Linked DNA regions of Mus musculus: region 1 is linked to region 2. Evidence: chromatin contacts called from public HiChIP or PLAC-seq data. All regions are on one chromosome and are shown on one strand. The core of a region is the stretch at or near the end of the contact, and the rest is flanking DNA. Distances in the headings are between cores, read along the strand shown.

Region 1 (5,897 bases), core at 708-3,207, 630 kb after region 2:
AGAATTTTGAAATTTGGATGTCAAAGAACTTAATAAATGCCTCATAGTATCTTAAAACCAGACATAATCATGTCTAGGTGAGATGAAAAGGATCTACTTATTGGCATATGGCTTGATCCTGAACAGCTACCTTATTGGGAAAGGAAAAAGCATAGGTTCTCTTCACAGAACGCTGCAGAAGCATGACGGCTAATTCATGTGACAAGCTGACAGGTGAGTTCGCTGAGTGCCCTGACTGTAGTGACAAGAAAGCTGAATTGGGTATATGTTTTTGACCCACCTTTGCTTGCCATTTTCCCAGTGTGGACAGGCTAAGCTGCCTTGCTTCAAGCTTTTTAAACCTTATGGGACATAGAACATTAGAGACTGTGTAGTCTGACTTAGAAAGATTAGTCACAAGAAAGAGTTATAGTGATTCTTCTCCTTCCCTCATTGTGACCAGTTATTCTAACTCAATCTTGGACTGGTCTAGTAATAATTCCAGTATTAGAGAATCCTAGGGAAGATAGCTAAAATCTTAATTACCTAGCAAAGTTAATTTGGAGCACAGCCTCCACTCCCAGAGAAGCTGCAACCTTTCTGCAATTCTCAAAGCCACCTCCCCTACACCAGGAGCTCATAGTCTAAGCTTGATCGTTGCTAATTTGCAATTGAATGGCGTACCTGGACTTCCCCAAAGAAGCTTTTGTACTTTCACTGTCTCAACTTTGTTTTTCAAGCAGGTCAGCCAATGCCCTTCAGCCTGACTGCAGCAGGTGTGCAGCCTTGCCTCCAACAGCGCAGGTGGCAGTTATTAATCTTCATGAAGAAGCATTCTAAGTGCATATTGTGGCTTTGGACTGAATTGGGAATAAGGTGTGCTAATGAGTGCCAGACAGTCAAAGATGGGCACCCAGATCTTGGAACCATACCAATCTAAGACAGAGGTACATGCCAAAAGGCCGTGGTTGTTGATAACACACCACAGAGCCATGTTTTGTGTGAAATATAACACAAACAGCTGCATGTAGCCTCCAAGATGGAATTGGATGGTTCGGGAAAATCGAAGATTTCCTAAGACAGGCGCAGCCGCCAGCCACCATAAGTCCCAGGCAGGACTAAAGAGCATAAATAAATTTTATGCCTCAGTCCAGCTTTTTTTTAATATTAATAACGGGGGGGGGGGGATTGTAACTACCCCCAGCCTGAAGCAGGCTGAGCCAGACCTTGACCTTGCTGCCACTAAGGAGATTACCTAGGGTGGAGCCTTCCTCCCTAGATCACTCTATTGTTCAACCTCTGCCACTGTTCTCCTTCAAGACACTGCTACCTGCTGGGAGGCCACTGAGCTATTCTGGAGACTACACCCTATCCTGCACGTCACCTGTAGCCTGTTCCAGGCTCCAAGAATGAATTGGTGGCAATGGGCCTCCCCCTACCCCCTTTATAAGCGCATTTGACATTAAACATTTGGGCTTTGATCAGGAACCTTGACTTAGCTCCACTTTTCTTTCGACCACCTAGTTCCCCTCTCTTTTCAGCCCCGGCTTGCGTCCATGTTAGCTGCGGGTCGGCTTTCAACACTTTCACCATCACTGCCGCAGACCCTCTGGGTCCCTTTGTCTGTGTGGAACGAGTCTCTGGGCAGGTGGACAAGGCGTCAGCGGGTGACAGACAGACCAACACGGGAGATTGTGTAGAATCTGAATGTATTCTCACAAAGTGAACACCAGTCTTATATAGTACAGAAAATACAAAAAGGTAGCAGGCAAAGAACATTGAAGTTACCTGATACAAAACAAAGGAATGACTTCAAAAGGATTTAGAGGAACCAGGTAGATGTTTACAGTAAAGATAAAGCAGTCCTGCCTAGGGTCAGCTTAGTGACAGGTAAGGATTTCACACTCTAGTGCTATACCTTTGAACCTTGTGAAAGCTAGCACCAGGGGGTTCTTCTCTTAGCAGGCCTCATGAATAATGCAACATCACAAACCCCTCCCCTCCCCATTTCCTAGGCCTTGCCAAACTCCCACATGAGTGTAACTTTTAAGTAACTGGAGAATCTCCATTTGTCAGGAGAATTCACCAACTTGCTTCTAATATGCAATGCAGCCTATACTGAAGATTTCTATCTCAGTGGGATTCCCTGGCTCTATTATGGTATTCCCTTGTTTGGGTGAGATTTGCTACTGTCCTTAGTAAATATTTTGAAGACCAGCTCTTAGCTACTGGCTCCGTCCTTTGTAATGCTCAATTAGTAACTGAATAGGTTAACTTCCTTACTGCATTCTTACAGGATTCTAAGCTCAGCTTCTGGGACCTGGAAACACTAGGGAGACTTAACTATATATAACAGAATTTAATCTTAAAAGGCATTTATAATAAAATATGAAAAGAGAGCTCATAGTTCCATACACCAGACTAACGCGGGAATAGAGTATGAGTATATGGGTAAATGAGAACGCCAAAGCTCCAGGAGGTGAGTTTCCGTAAAACTCTTTTCCTCGTTGAGTGCTTACAGACTTTCAGCCTGTCAAACAGACTTGACCGGAGGGTGTGGCATATCGCCTCTTTCTAGTTTCTTAATTTTTTAAATTAAACCAAAATGGAGGAATGTTAGCATTTCTTCTAAGCTCCACCCAACAGTTACCTAGGAACAGCCAGGTACCAGTCTGGCTTGCTATAAAAAGACTGTTTCTTTCTCTCTCTCTCTCTCTCTCTCTCTCTCTCTCTCTCTCTCTCTCTCCCTCTCTCTCTCTCTCTCTCTCTCTCTGAATGTTTCCAGGATCAAATTCTGAAGTTTCCAGCAACCATAACAGTATTACACACTGAACAGTTTTTATGCATTGGGTTCATTTCTAAGGCCTGTAAGTAAAAACATATTTTCTCCCTTAGCACTACACCTGTGTATATGACTGCAGCATATATGAAGACAATGAAAGGGAACAAAGATACTGTCCACACTAGGAAGATAACAGGTATTATGCAGATACAGATATATACACAGCACACACATACCTGCATGTAGATACACGTGTCTTCACAGTAATTCTATATGCAGATAGTGAGATGGCTCCCATCATACAGATGAGAAACAGAGGCCAGGGAAGCTGAGTGCTGTGGCCCTGGCATAGTGGTGGCAAGGCATACCCAGGGCAAGGCATGGTACCTCTGCCTCCCTACAATGTGTGGCAATAATCTAAGATCAAACAACTAACAGAATAGAAAGCAGCATCCTTCCCTTGAGTGCCCTCAGCAGCATGGCAAGCTGCTGTTGGGTAGGCTGGTCAGGGAAAGGATGGAAGGCAGAGGGTGACCTCACTATACAGGACACAGAGTCCTCTAAGCAGCACCCACATCTTAATTCTCCATTTCTTTGTACAGTGGCCTCTGAACTCAGGGTCCCTACAGATACAGTGAGTGTTCTGACGCCACAGGCGTCCCTTGTGGCCCTGCCAGCTCTGCCTTTACCCTGATGCTTCATCTTCCAGGTATCTTGTCATTTACTCCCATGAAGCTGACAAGAATCACAGACTATAGGCTCCAGAAGTCGGTTACCTCAGCACCCCATAGATGAATCCACAGACCTCCCACCTCCTGCCTCAGCTGGTACACCCTTAGCATTCTCCTCAGGAGAGAGAGTGCTCTTTGGTGAGGCTTCGGTGCATCCTCCACTCTCTGTACCAAGTGGCCAGGTCTCAGGGCCCTTCTGAGCTCCCACCAACCCCCAGGGATAGTCATATCTCCTGGCTTCCTCAGTGACCTTCAGTTTTGATGGCTGTTGCTCTCCTAGATTAGGACCATTCAACTGTATCTGGAAGTCCTGTTCTAGGGGAACATGGTGTCAGCCGGGTGGCCCTCTGTACTGCTCCACCAAATGGGAACACACACTCTGGACCTCGGACTCATGAGGAACTCCTTATGGCTCGGCTGCATTTACTCTCTTCTGATTGTCTAAAAGTTAAGGTCAGCACCTGGTGTGAAAGTCAGGATCAGCAGCACCTAGGACTCCATAGTCCATGTTGAGCTGTAAAAAGTACTGTGCAAATGTAGGTAAACCATGAGGAAGAGAGCAATATGGAATCCTATACGCAAGAAACCCAGAAGCACCCTGCTCTTTCCCAAGTGAAATGTGAGAACATCTGGGCAGGAAAGACTGTCTGCCCAGAGTTAGGGCTTCAACTTTCCATGCGCTCGTGATCACCCAAGGACGTGGTGGACATGCAGGTGCTCATCCCAAGCCTGGGTAGAGCCTGAGATTCTGCATCTCTAATAAGCTTCCAGATGGTACTGGGATCTAATAAGCGTCCTTGTTGATTTTCTCAAAGAACCAGCTCCAGGTTTTGTTGATTCTTTGTATAGTTCTTTTGTTTCTACTTGATTGATTTCAGCCCAGAGTTTGAATATTTCCTGCCACCTCTCCTCTTGGGTTTATTTGCTTCTTTTTGTTCTAGAGCTTTCAAGCGTGCTGCTCCAGTTTCTTTTTGGAGGCACTCAGCTATGAGTTTTACACTAAGCACTGCTTTCATTGTGTCCCATAAATTTGGGTACATTGTTCCTTCATTTTCATTAAATTCTAAAAAGTCTTTAATTTCTTCCTTTATTTCTTCCTTGACCAAGTTATCATTGAGTGGGGCATTGTTCAGCTTCCATGTGTGTGTGGGCTTTCTGTTGTTTTTGTTGTTATTGATGACCAGCCTAAGTCTGTGGTGATCTGATAGAATGCATGGGATTATTTCAATCTTCTTGTATCTTTTGAGGACTGTTTTGTGACCAATTATATGGTTAATTTTGGAGATGGTACCATGAGGCACTGAGAAGAAAGTATATTCTTTTGTTTTAGGATAAAATGTTCTATAGATATCTGTTAAATCCCTTTGGTTCATAACTTCTGTTGCTTTCACTGTGTCTCTGTTTAGTTTGTTTCCATGATCTGTCCATTGATGAGAGTAGGGTGTTGAAGTCTCCCACTATTATTGTGTGACGTGCAATATGTCCTTTGAGCTTTAGTCAAGTTTCTTTTATGAATGTGAGTGCCCTTGCATTTGGAGCATAGATGTTCAGAATTGAGAGTTCATCTTGGTAGATTTTTCCTTTGACCAGTAGGAAGTGTCCTTTCTTATCATTTTTTTTTGATAACTTTTGGTTGAGAGTTGATTTTATTCGATATTAGAATGGCTACTCCAGCTTGTTTCTTGGGACTATTTGCTTGGAAAAATGTTTTCCAACATTTTACTCTGAGGTAGTGTCTGCCTTTTTCACTGAGGTGTGTTTCCTGTATGCAGCAAAGTGTTGGGTCCTGTTTATATATCCAGTCTGTTAGTCTTTGTCTTTTGGGGGAAATTGAGTCCATTGATGTTAAGAGATATTAAGGAAAATAAGATTGTTACTTCCTGTTAATTTTATCGTTAGAAGTGGAATTATGTTTATGTGATTATCTTCTTTTGGGTTTGTTGAAAGATTACTTTCTTGCTTTTTCTGTGGTGTAGTTTCCCTCCTTGCGTTGGTGTTTTCCATCTATTATCCTTTGCAGGGCTGGATTTATGGAAAGATTATGTAAATTTGGTTTTGTCATGGAATATCTTGGTTCCTCTGTCTATGGTAATTGAGAGTTTTGCTGGGTATAGTAGCCTGGACTGGCATTTGTGTTCTCTTAGGGTCTGTATGAGATCTGCCCAGGATCTTCTAGCTTTCATAGTCTCTGGTGAGAAGTCTGATGTAATTCTGATAGTTCTGCCTTTATTTGTTACTTGACCCTTTTCCCTTACTGCTTTTAATATTCTTTCTTTGTTTAGTACATTTGGTATTTTGATTATTATATGACAGGAGGAATTTCTTTTCTGGTCCAGTCTCTCTGGGGTTCTGTAGGGTTCTTGTATGCTCATCAGCATCTCTTTCTTTAGGTTAGGGAAGTTTTC
Region 2 (5,500 bases), core at 1,147-3,646:
CCCCCCGTCCCCCCCCCCCGTCCGTCCCCCCCGTCCCCCGTCCCCCAAGGGTCTGAGGAACCTAACTAAGCCTTTCCTTCCCCCTCCCTTCCAGAGGGGAGGGGTGCCGAGTGCTTCAGGATTTTTCTCTTCCAGGAGGGGAGGGACCTGGTGGAATTTTCCAAAGTTCCTGAGCTGACCTCTTCACTTCCAAGGATCTTTTGGGGCCACCAAGCCCACTGCCCCTTCACTGAGGTAACTGCCTGGCTCCTTGTGGAGCTCACCATAGACTAAGTGCCACACAGTCAGGCTCATTCTCTGGCCCCTCACACAGCACCTGCCAGGTGCTCTACATGTTTCTGTGGAGTGAATCCCGATTGGAGTGTTATGGATCCTACCTCCTCCTCCTAGCTCTCGCATCATCGTCCTGTAATTCCTCTCAACCCATTAGCAATCAGGTTAGCACCAGTTCCTGATGTTTGTCAAAGCCTGTAACTCCATATTTAAAGGGACTCAGCAAAGATCTATTCAACAAATTTTGGTCCTAGACATCTTAAAAAAACAAAACCAATCTAGCCTTCCTAGATTCTGTCTTGTATCACAGAGTCTCTCTGAAGAATTAAACCTTTCATCAATATCTCAGAGTACTTTGAGATTCCTAATTACTCCACCTATGGGCTACAGAGACTGCAATTCACAATTATACCCTATACTTGATTTATCTGGAAGCTTGCAGTTTCCATAGATGAGGGTCTCCTGAGATATCAGAAGTGTACTTTACAGAAATATTCCACATTCCCCGACCTGGGAGGAATGCACAGAAAACATCTTCAGTCTCAGAGAAAGACTAGTTTAAATCTGTGTAATAATAAGGGTGAGCCTTTGCACTGCCAATTGCCTTGCTGGTAGAACAAAGACACTTCATACAAGAAATAATAGGATGGTGGGTACACATTAGGATTTTTATGGGTCTTCTTCCATTTTAACTGAGTATGTGGGTGGGAACGGGGGAGGTAGCTCCTGAAATCAAAAGCTTTCAATATCAGAGTCCTTCTATATGGCTGCTTCCACTGAATACCTTACATTTTTAAAAAGAATTGTACCTTATTTCTAAAAATGACTTGAAAAATCTCAAACAGGAAGCCCAATATATTTATATTGAAACTGAAATCACCATGTGGCCTTTTAATAGAGCTGTACTGACATCAATGTGCAGTCTTCTGTAAACATGCAATGAGTGAATAAAATAATAGAGGAAAACTGCATTTCATTCTGATCCCCCAAGCAACAGTTTATTACATGACTCTTCTGTTTTGTAAATATTTAGAGAAACAGCTTCCACACGTCAAGGAAACTCTAGGTAGGAGAGTTTTGACATAAAGGATAAGCCTCAGTGCCATTTTAATTTACAGTGCTAGCAAAGGGAGCCACTTGCATTAGATTGCCCACCTCGGTGTTTGAGACCCTGAAAACCAGCAGATTACTTCATTGAAACATTATCTTACACACACACACACACACACACACACACACACACACACACACAGAGAGAGACAGACAGACAGACAGATTTGTTTTGTTTAAATCAATTCTACTAGAATAGCTTTTTTTTTTTTTTTTTTTAAAGGTACAGGGAAATGGGGGACGGGGAACTTCCCTAGCTTGTCTGCGACATGAATCCCATCTTCAACACTTTGGGAAAAGGGGGTTGGGTGGAGACAGGAGAACCAAATATGAAATTTGAAATAAATAAAGAGTAAGTCATTTCGTCCTCCAAAATTCAAGAAACACAAAGTCAGTAAGCAGACGCTGGGATTCTCCCCAACTCTTTAGCCCCGACAAGGAATACAATTAGCATACATTGCCTGCTTTGTTCTCAGTGAATGCTGGCTGCGCTTTCCACAACAAGCTACTTAGAATAGCAATGTTTTTCAGTTTCCTGTAAATCCATTCAGCCAAGCACATAGATCCTGCGGTTGCCATAGAAACAGAACCAAAGCTCAAAGGCAGCAGCACTTACAGTAAAAGGCATCTCAATGGCACCTGCAGACAGTCCCTACACCCCTGCGTTTAAATCTTGTCTGTTAAAAAAATAAAATAAAATAAAATAAAAACAACAAAAACTGGATTTCAGCTTTATTTTCCTACTGCTCCCACCAATCACAACTAATCATAGGGTTTTACAACCAAACATTTGATTTCATAAAATGTTTCTTTCCGTCAACAGACAAAAGACCTTAAACTTTTAAAGCTACCAAATGATACTTTCTAGGAGAGACAATGGCCTTATAAAAGAAGAAAATGTCTAAGATAATTTGACTGCTAGTATTAAAGCAGAAAAAGCTGTCCAATGTACTCTAGGGCTTTCTAAGGAACAGAAGCCACAGCAAAATTCCAGATGAAGTCAGACAAGGAAATGGGAAGTCAGCCTACTGAGCCAGCCCTCCTGTGACTCCACCCTCTGTGTCTTGCTGTGACTCTAGGGACTAGGGGACCAAATGTTTCTAAGCAGATGTAACAGCACCTTGCATGAAGACTTTCTAGGGCTCAAGTCATTCCAAATAATAAACAAACAAACAAATAAAAAGAAACTATGTTACGAAAAGGGCAATGGAACCACAGCTCAAGGTGGTAACTGTCTAAAACTGGTCTATTTGCAACAGATGAGGTAAGGGAACATCCATGGGGGAAAAGGACACACTTTACACAAGGAATCTCATTCTCACTAACTTTCTCTTAGCCACCAGGACAATCTTACCAAGGACTCACGTGCCCATTTACCTAAAAGGGGCTTAACATGGCTCAAAAGGTTAAGCAAAATGTTCCAAGTCACAGAGCCAGCTGAGGAGACTTCTCGCTAGACCACATGCTGTTTCCCTAAAGAGAAGTATTAACTGTGATTTACAACCTCCAAGAAAACATAAAAGAGCTTATGAAATAAGTCAGCAGCTTTTATACTTGTCTAAAATCCAAACAACTGGGCCATTTTTCTGTCTTTTATGAAATAAGTGAATGGCAACGATGTAATCTTATACCTAGGAATTTTTTTTTTTAAAGGATCGACTTCTAAGTAATGTTTTAAGGTCATTACAAGTTCAGGCCAACTTCTTATGCTTTAGGGAATAGTGAATATGTTCTGAAATTGATATCTTCAAACAAATTGGCTAACTCTCTTGAAACAAATTATAAACACAAGTTTCAATCATATGGTTTTAAAATAGGACTCCACTTGTTGCCAGACTAAAAATACTAAATGTATCAATATGTGCTAATGAATACTATGATCTCTACATATTTTAAAAACAGGCAGAACCTGCAGGATTTTTCAGGAATTGATTCTCTGCACATAGAAATCACATCAGCTTACACTCTGGTATCAGCATGGCATCACCACACGTGATCACACTCAAGAGAAGTAAGAGCCTTAGAATCGTTAATTAAGATGATATGGAGAAACCTGATCAATTAATCCTTAATTATTCTGGAAAATGAAAGTCCTCAACACTGCCAGCACAAACGTTGTTACTATCCTTAATTGTTCTGTGGCATTTAGGTTCTAAAACACGATGTATCTGAAAGGGGTCAGGTCGTCTTTTACTTTTTTGTTCTCCTCTCTAAATAAAATTGGTGCTCTCCTTTCTTGAGTTATTCTTTGAACTTACATTCTGGCATCAAGAAAAAACTACAGCAGAACCCATCCCAACTTAACCAGCCTGACAGGAGTGAAGATACTCTCGGGTTGTTTTTGTTTTTGTTTTGTTTTGTTTTCAGTCACAGGCAGATTTCCCTTGCTGCAATGGCATGGCCCTCACTCATGCACATGTGGGCAACACTAACTGGGTTATAAACACAAAACTAAATAACAAACAAACCAACCAACCCATAAGGTTGGGAAGGGTACATGTCAACAGGGACAAGGGGAAGGTGGGGGAGGAAAATATGATTAGGTTTCATTCATACAGAATTCCTAACAAAAAAACTTAGCCGGGAGTGGCAGGGCAGAGGCAGAGGCAGGTCCATCCATCTCTGTGAGTTTGAGGCCAGCTTAGTCTGCAAAACAAGTTCCAGGACAGTCAGGGCTTTTATGCAGAGAAATGCTGTCTTGAAAAAAAAAAAAAAAACCAAAAACACAAAGCCAAAAGAATAAAAAAATATGTTTTTTGGTTTGGTTTGGTTTTTCTGCTTTTTGGAGACAGGGTTCTTCCACAAGGCCCTGGCTGTTCTGGAACTCTCTTCTAAAGAGCAGGCTTTAGAAAGAGAATCTTTGACCCTAAAGATTCCAGCTGAAAAGGTCAGCTAAGGAACTATGGGAAGGTCATGAAACACTTGAGCCTCCAGAAAGGAGAGGAGAATTAACATTTCTCACACCACAGGGCAGGAACCAACCTGTGGGTGGGGACTCATTCCTCTGGACAGACTGTTACCCACCTTCAGACAAGGGAAGTCCTTGTCATCTCATTCCCTAAAGACCAATCACTTTAAAGGGTGCACTGCTCTGCCAATCCTATTGTGCCTAGTTGCTGATGGTCTATTCTGCCCCCTGGAAACCATATAAAAACTCGCCGACTGGACTGATCTGATTGGGGTGCTGGTGGTCGCTGCCTCTCCTTCGGGTCTGGGGGTGCTTTTTGCATTGATCCCGGCTCCACGTGGTTCTCTCAGGGGGTCCCCAGTAAGCTAAGGTTCCCAGGAGTCTTACACAGCAACAAACTTCCCTTTTGAGTTGCTCCTCTACCCACATCTGATTTGGTAGAGTGAACATCCTGCACACTTGTTAGGGAGACATTTCAAGCTGCAGAATGTAAGAGGATCTTAAGAGTAAACTGAGGCCAGGCAGTAGTGGCACATGCCTTTAATCCCAGCATTTGGGAGGTAGAGGCAGGCAGATTTCTGAGTTCAAGGCCAGCCTGGTCTACAGAGTGAGTTCTAGGACAGTCAAGGCTACACAGAGAAACCCTGACTCGAAAACCAAAAAAAAAAAAAAAAAAAAAAAAAAAAAAAAAAAAAAAGAGTAAACTGAGGGCTATAGTAAGCTGATTCCATCCTTACAGGGGTCTGTCTGACGACCTCAGATTCCTCCGACCCAGCCCACATTCTAAGAGAGAACTACCAACGACTATTGTCTGTCCTGCAAAGGCACACCATAACACACGCACACTCACATACATACATATATATTCATACACATACAAATATACTAAATTTAAAATAAAAAATGAATGAGGGCTGGTGGCTTTGTGAAGGAAGAAAATAAGCTTTAGCATCCAAAATTTGTATTGCCTAATGACAAACTTCCCTCTGTTTTCTTGTTTTTAGTTATGGTTCAATCAGAAGGACAAGTTAGAGCTGAGTCCAAAGTAAGCAGAAAAATACTGTGCTATAGAAAATATAAGGTTTTGGTTTCTATAGCTACATTTATTTTCACAGGACAAAATGTCAAAATTTTCATTTTCAAACCAGTATAAATCCTATAAGAAAAGCAATGAGAAAAAAAAAATCTCCATGGTATGGTCTTGGTGGA

The links. HiChIP or PLAC-seq counts read pairs in DNA pulled down with a chosen protein or histone mark.
Region 1: a contact with region 2 is called in an H3K27ac HiChIP or PLAC-seq map of embryonic stem cells, with 7 times the contacts expected there. The contact joins two enhancer-like sites. A contact is called at or near these places in 3 of 115 datasets of contacts at active chromatin or transcription factors (CD8 T cells and embryonic stem cells) and 1 of 9 other capture datasets (embryonic stem cells).

What each region holds. Positions count from the first base shown.
Region 1 is chr3:87,477,459-87,483,355 of GRCm38.p6, forward strand. It overlaps a transcript of Fcrl5 not described here. Among named protein-coding and RNA genes, the nearest start is that of Gm40085, 32 kb to the right of the region's middle. Within about 2 kb of position 1,958, at least 6 of the 459 cell types and tissues checked have an H3K27ac peak or open chromatin away from gene starts, as enhancers often do. A contact at or near this core is called in embryonic stem cells, where this site is marked.
Region 2 is chr3:86,843,360-86,848,859 of GRCm38.p6, forward strand. All of the region lies in intron 2 of Dclk2 (doublecortin-like kinase 2), which reads right to left. Among named protein-coding and RNA genes, the nearest start is that of Gm46810, 15 kb to the left of the region's middle. Within about 2 kb of position 2,397, at least 98 of the 459 cell types and tissues checked have an H3K27ac peak or open chromatin away from gene starts, as enhancers often do. A contact at or near this core is called in embryonic stem cells, where this site is marked.